Regions from separate parts of the Mus musculus genome. Here region 1 is linked to region 2. Evidence: chromatin contacts called from public HiChIP or PLAC-seq data. All regions are on one chromosome and are shown on one strand. Each heading gives the region's core, a stretch centred on a gene start, on an enhancer-like site or on the middle of the called end of the contact. The rest is flanking DNA. Distances are from core to core; before and after follow the strand shown.

What was found. HiChIP or PLAC-seq counts read pairs in DNA pulled down with a chosen protein or histone mark.
Region 1: a contact with region 2 is called in an H3K27ac HiChIP or PLAC-seq map of embryonic stem cells, with 9 read pairs. The contact joins two enhancer-like sites. A contact is called at or near these places in 1 of 484 Hi-C or Micro-C datasets (cortical neurons) and 2 of 115 datasets of contacts at active chromatin or transcription factors (both in embryonic stem cells).

The regions. Positions count from the first base shown.
Region 1 is chr13:97,579,322-97,582,151 of GRCm38.p6, forward strand. The region is part of intron 2 of Gm5086 (predicted gene 5086); the gene reads left to right. Among named protein-coding and RNA genes, the nearest start is that of Gm5086, 21 kb to the left of the region's middle. Within about 2 kb of position 1,415, at least 32 of the 459 cell types and tissues checked have an H3K27ac peak or open chromatin away from gene starts, as enhancers often do. A contact at or near this core is called in embryonic stem cells, where this site is marked.
Region 2 is chr13:97,818,906-97,821,645 of GRCm38.p6, forward strand. The region is part of intron 1 of Gm41031 (a long non-coding RNA gene); the gene reads right to left. Among named protein-coding and RNA genes, the nearest start is that of Gm41031, 5.8 kb to the right of the region's middle. Within about 2 kb of position 1,361, at least 10 of the 459 cell types and tissues checked have an H3K27ac peak or open chromatin away from gene starts, as enhancers often do. A contact at or near this core is called in embryonic stem cells, where this site is marked.

The DNA.
Region 1 (2,830 bases), core at 165-2,664, 240 kb before region 2:
TGATAATGGTAAATCAAAGGGCAAGAGCCATGGGAACTACTCTGGAAGCCAGTGGACTGATGGTTATGACAACAGCCTGCTTTAAAACAGTGCTCCACGAGAACTGTGCAAACCTAAGAGAACCAGAATTAACCAAGGTCATGGAGAGCCTGTGAGAGACAAGATCCTGAGGGGCAGGGCGGGAAGATAGGAGAAAACCAGTGTGCCGCTCACAGTGTCTTTCAACAGGGACCCAGCTTATCAGCAACAACTCCTAGGACTGACAGCCTTGGACTTTAAAACATTTGGAAAATGTCCTTAAACATGTTCAGAATCCCCTGGTGTATGTAGAACATTTTTATACGAGAACAAAATAGAGATGGCAGAGACTTTGTTTGAACAAGTGTGTTACTGGGTTTTTTTTTTTTTTTTTTTTTTCCTGAGGTGAACTTTTCTGCTAAAAAGTCATAATAATTGCTCTTAGGGAATGTTGCCTATTAATTTGAAAACACCATAAAATTTATGCCGCTCTCTAAACTTTATTAATGACAGTTCCTGACCCTCAGAGACATGTGGGGAGAATTTGAACGGAAAAATGGCTCTATTGGTGCTAGAGTTGAGGAGAATTCAAAAGGAGACAAAGGGATTCTTCCTTTGATCCCTGCTAGCGTGGAGAGGAGAGTTTCAGCCCCTGAGGAACCCTGCAGACATCTCTGGGAGGTGAGGAGGCCCATCCTGGAGCAAACTCTGCTATTTCCAGAAGAACGAGAATAAGTCATAAGAGGCCACTGGCTGGTTTGTATTAATTGTCACTATTAACAGTGTAAAACTTCAAAGGAGAGAATGACTGGCAACAAAATTAGTTTATTATACTGGGTACAATAGAAATTAGACTAGTCCCCTCCTCTTGTCCCCTTTAAGGGATTTCCTAAGGCCACTGGGAACACCATCCCTGGACTTTCAGGGTGGGCTGCAAGGCTCAAGCTGGTTGCCAGGAAGTTGTGCCGGGCCAACCCCATGTTCCTTCTCTGGCCTTTGTCTGCTGGTTTCAAAGGCATTCCTTGGGAAAGGGCATTGGTTGGTGTAAACAGCTTTGAATCTGAAGAGTCTCACCCCTCTCTGGAGCACTTGGAAGGTCCAGGGTTTTCCTTCTAGGAAGTGGGAACAATGGGAAGACTTTATTTTAGCAGCAAGCAGGACTTGTGATAAGAGTGCACCTCAGAGCTGGTCTCTGTGTGTCTAGTTAATGACCAAACATGGGGAGGAGCAAGAATACCAGCGTTGCCTTAGGATGAAATGACTGACATTCCTGAAGCAGCCCCAGATTCCTCACATCCCAACTGGCAAGACTCAAGTTCACCCACTTGTGAAGAGGACACATGACAGCCCTCAGTCCTTCCCTTGGCTTTCAGCTTATTGTGTCGAATGACCTCTCTTCAACTAGAGAGTAATGATGGATGATTGGACCATTGTTTGCTAGGCTTAACTGTGTCAGGGGTCAAGATCCAGAGCTACAGAGAATTCAGCTTTCATGGGGAAAAAAACCTAGAAGAAGACTTCCTTCATGTGGCTAAATATTTGGACATCAGAAGGCAGTGGCTCTGCAGAAGCAATCTGAAAGGGCAGACTCAAAGCCAGCAAGACTCCTAACTGCCTCATTAAAGTTCCGGGGGAATGCTGGGAGAGACAGCTACACACAACTCTTAAAACCCGGAACCTTTTCTAGGCCTTTGTTACAGGCCACAGTGTCATGGTATCTATCCATGCAGATTTGAAATCCTTTTCCCAACCTGCCAGACAGCTTAATTGTCTTCACGATCCTTGGCCACACTGATGGGAGAGTCCTGTTTTATGTTTTCTAAGATTTGACAAAGTTGTAAAAAGAGAAAGGATTAAAAAGTCAAGAGGCCAGCTCAAAACATTAAAAGTAAGGTTAGTTGTAATAGCTATAAGGTTTTTGAATGTAGTAAAATAAACTCAAGGAAGGTCTCCTTCTTTTGACACTGAATTGGTGGGAAATGATTGTTCCATGTCTGTGTGCTCCATGTCTGTGAGATAGATTCACAATCCCACTAGGGTTAACACCCAGGAAGTGGGCTTCTGAGCGACAAGTTTGTGTAGAGCTAATTTTGTGTAACTTTAAGAAGCTGCAGAGTATTTTCTAAAGCAGCACTGCCCTTTGGCGTTCCCAGCAGAAATATATGACAACTATGCACGTCCACACCTTTAACGGGGTATTATCAGCTTCTATTCCAGCCAGTCTAGTAACTACTTTGTGATAGGTTACCACACTTTTAACTCACATTATGTGGTGACTGTGGTGACTGATAGCATTGCCTGTCTGTCTTTGCATGCACAGACCTGTTTTCCCTTAATTGTCTTTGGTAAAGTATCCAACCATTTATATTTATTATTTTCTTTTACTTTTGGGACAAGGTCTTTTGCATCACACAACAGCCTCAAACTCATTGTGTATCCCAGGATGGCTTTGAACTTCTGTTCTGCTGCCCCTGCCTGTTGAATGCTAGCCACACACTACTCTGTCTATTTATTCTCTGCTGGTACTGTACTCAGGAGTTGTGTGTGCTAGGCAAGCACTCTCCCAACTGACTACACCAACCCCTTTATTATTTCTTTTATTGTCCATTTGTTTTTATTGTATAGATTGTCTTATTATTAAATTTTAACAGTTCCCTCAGGAATGTTTTGTATACACTCACACACACACACACACACACACACACACACACACACACACACACACACAAATATGTTGTGCCAATCGGAAACTTGCATTTTCATTTTTGACAGGCTTAGAGCAAAAGTTTTAGTTTTGATGACTTAGAGTTTA
Region 2 (2,740 bases), core at 111-2,610:
CAGACTTTTCCATCCTAACCTTAATTATTAATACAAACTCTCACATCAAATAGTATATAGCACATAGCAAATCAATCAATTTGTGCATTCGTGTGTGTGTGTGTGTGTGTGTGTGTGTGTGTGTTGTGGTATGTGGTTTGTGTATGTAAGTGTATGGCATGGTGTGGTGTGTATGTGCTGTGTGTGTATGCATGTGTATGGACGTGTGTGTGTGTGTGGTATGTGTGCATCTATGTGTGTATGTGTGTTACAGAATGAATACAAGTTAAGCCAGGTGCGGCAGAGCTCAGTCTACAAAAGTGGGTTGAGAAAGAGTCCATGAAGAAAAAGGCCAAGGCCAAGCTGGGACTGAGCTGCCAGTGAAAACTGCTGGCGTCCAGGTTTAGGAGAAAAGCAGCAGATTCGAGAGTGAACAAAACTGAGCCAGGCTGAGAAAAACCACACCCGGATCAGGAGCTGTTTCGGAAAATATTTTTAAAAAACGACCCTTTCGATAAAATCTTGCTAGTGTATGCAATGGTGTCAGCGTTTGGATGCTGATTATGGGGTGGATCCCTGGATATGGCAGTCTCTACATGGTCCATCCTTTCATCTCAGCTCCAAACTTTGTCTCTGTAACTCCTTCCATGGGTGTTTTGTTCCCAATTCTAAGGAGGGGCATAGTGTCCACACTTCAGTCTTCATTCTTCTTGAGTTTCATGTGTTTAGCAAATTGATTCTTATATCTTGGGTATACTAGGTTTGGGGCTAATATCCACTTATCAGTGAGTACATATTGTGTGAGTTCCTTTGTGAATGTGTTACCTCACTCAGGATGATGCCCTCCAGGTCCATCCATTTGGCTAGGAATTTCATAAATTCATTCTTTTTAATAGCTAAAGGGATCTGCAACCCTATAGGTGGAACAACATTATGAACTAACCAGTACCCCGGAGCTCTTGACTCTAGCTGCGTATGTATCAAAAGATGGCCTAGTCGGCCATCACTGGAAAGAGAGGCCCATTGGACATGCAAACTTTATATGCCCCAGTACAGGGGAACACCAGGGCCAAAAAGGGGGAGTGGGTGGGTAGGGGAGTGGGGATGGGTGGGTATGGGGGACTTTTGGTATAGCATTGGAAATGTGAATGAGCTAAATACCTAATAAAAAATGGAAAAAAAAAAAAAACCGACCCAGCACGTTCCCGCACTTGTGCCTCTGCCCTGGCAGCCAAACAGGCCATGAACTGTCGGGGCAGTGGCCACCTGTTTTTATCTCGTGGAGACTGACTCAGAACTCCACAATCTCTCCACCCAGCTCTCTAGGTTCCCACTGGAGGTTGCTACCATGCTAACCCTGTTTCAAATCCCCCACGGCCTTTGTGGTACACATCTGGCAAACCCATGCTTGGATGCTGTACCTTTCTCTCTTGACCCCAGATGAGCTGCCACGTGAAGGAAAACGCAACACAAACTCAGCTCAGAAACGATGGTAACTCAATCTCTGGGCACGACAACTAAAACCTAATTTTGTAAACCTTATTAAAATCTGATTCTTCTAGGGGCGAATCTTTGCGGATCTGCCATGTTACTGGGAAACTCTAGCAGCTACATCTTACCTCTCTGCTGTCCCATCCCAAAAAGGACCTAACTCTCCCCTGCTTCCTCTCTTCCTTTGTCCAACCTCGAAGTCCCGCCTACTCACCCAGTGATTGGCTCCTTTGTTCATTAAGGGATTGGTTCACAAGAAGCCACCTGAGTACTTAGCCCAGAGCCAACCACAACAAGGAGCCAGAAACAGTGGTCAGAGACAGATTCAGACAGGTGAGCCAATGGTCCGACGTGCGCTGAGTAGGCCAGATCACTGGTGGAAAATGGATTCAAGCTGGGGAGTCCCGGGTTCTTCACAAACACACACACACACACACACACACACACACACACACTCTCTCTCTCTCTCTCTCTCTCTCTCTCACACACACACACACACACACACACACACACACACACACACACACACACACACACGTTAGGCGAGAGGTTGCTATAGGCAAGGGCATTATACCCTTTCCTCAATCTGGTATGACCTATAAGCTCTTAAATCTAGCCTCCCCAGTATGATTTTTTCATTTTTCTCAAGTGCCTTCCAGAAGCTCTCATCCTATCACCTGGTGTGTACATCAAACAATGGACAGGCAGAGAGCTGATAATCACAGGGCCTTCAGCTCAGCTTGGTCCCCAAGGCATCTTTGAATTTCTGACCCTGTCTCTGCTCTTCATTTCTGTGGCCTTCACAGTCCTATGCCTCACTTCAGCAGCTCGATTTGACCCTGAGACTTGGCTCAAAGTATGAGCCTCAGGCTCTGGCTGGACTCTGTATCAGTGACCCTGGCAAGGTGCATGTTTTATTCCTGGGGGAATTCGTCTACCATCCTGAATCTGTCTCTTGGGCCTCTTTGGAGGGTTGTTGTTGTTGTTGTTGTTTATTTGTTTCTGAGATGCGGTTTCCTATATCCCAGACTGGTTTCTAAAGTTACGTAGCAGATGATGACCTTGAAGTTCTGATCTTATTGCCTCCACTTCGAAAACTCCTCTCCTTGATCTCTATGCAGCCTCCTTTACCTTTTGTGGCATTTCATAACCTACAGGCACTCACACTCACACCACACAGACACACACCACACACATACACACACATACCCCACAGACACATATGACACACACACATATACACACATACAAGTATTTACTGGGTGTTGTA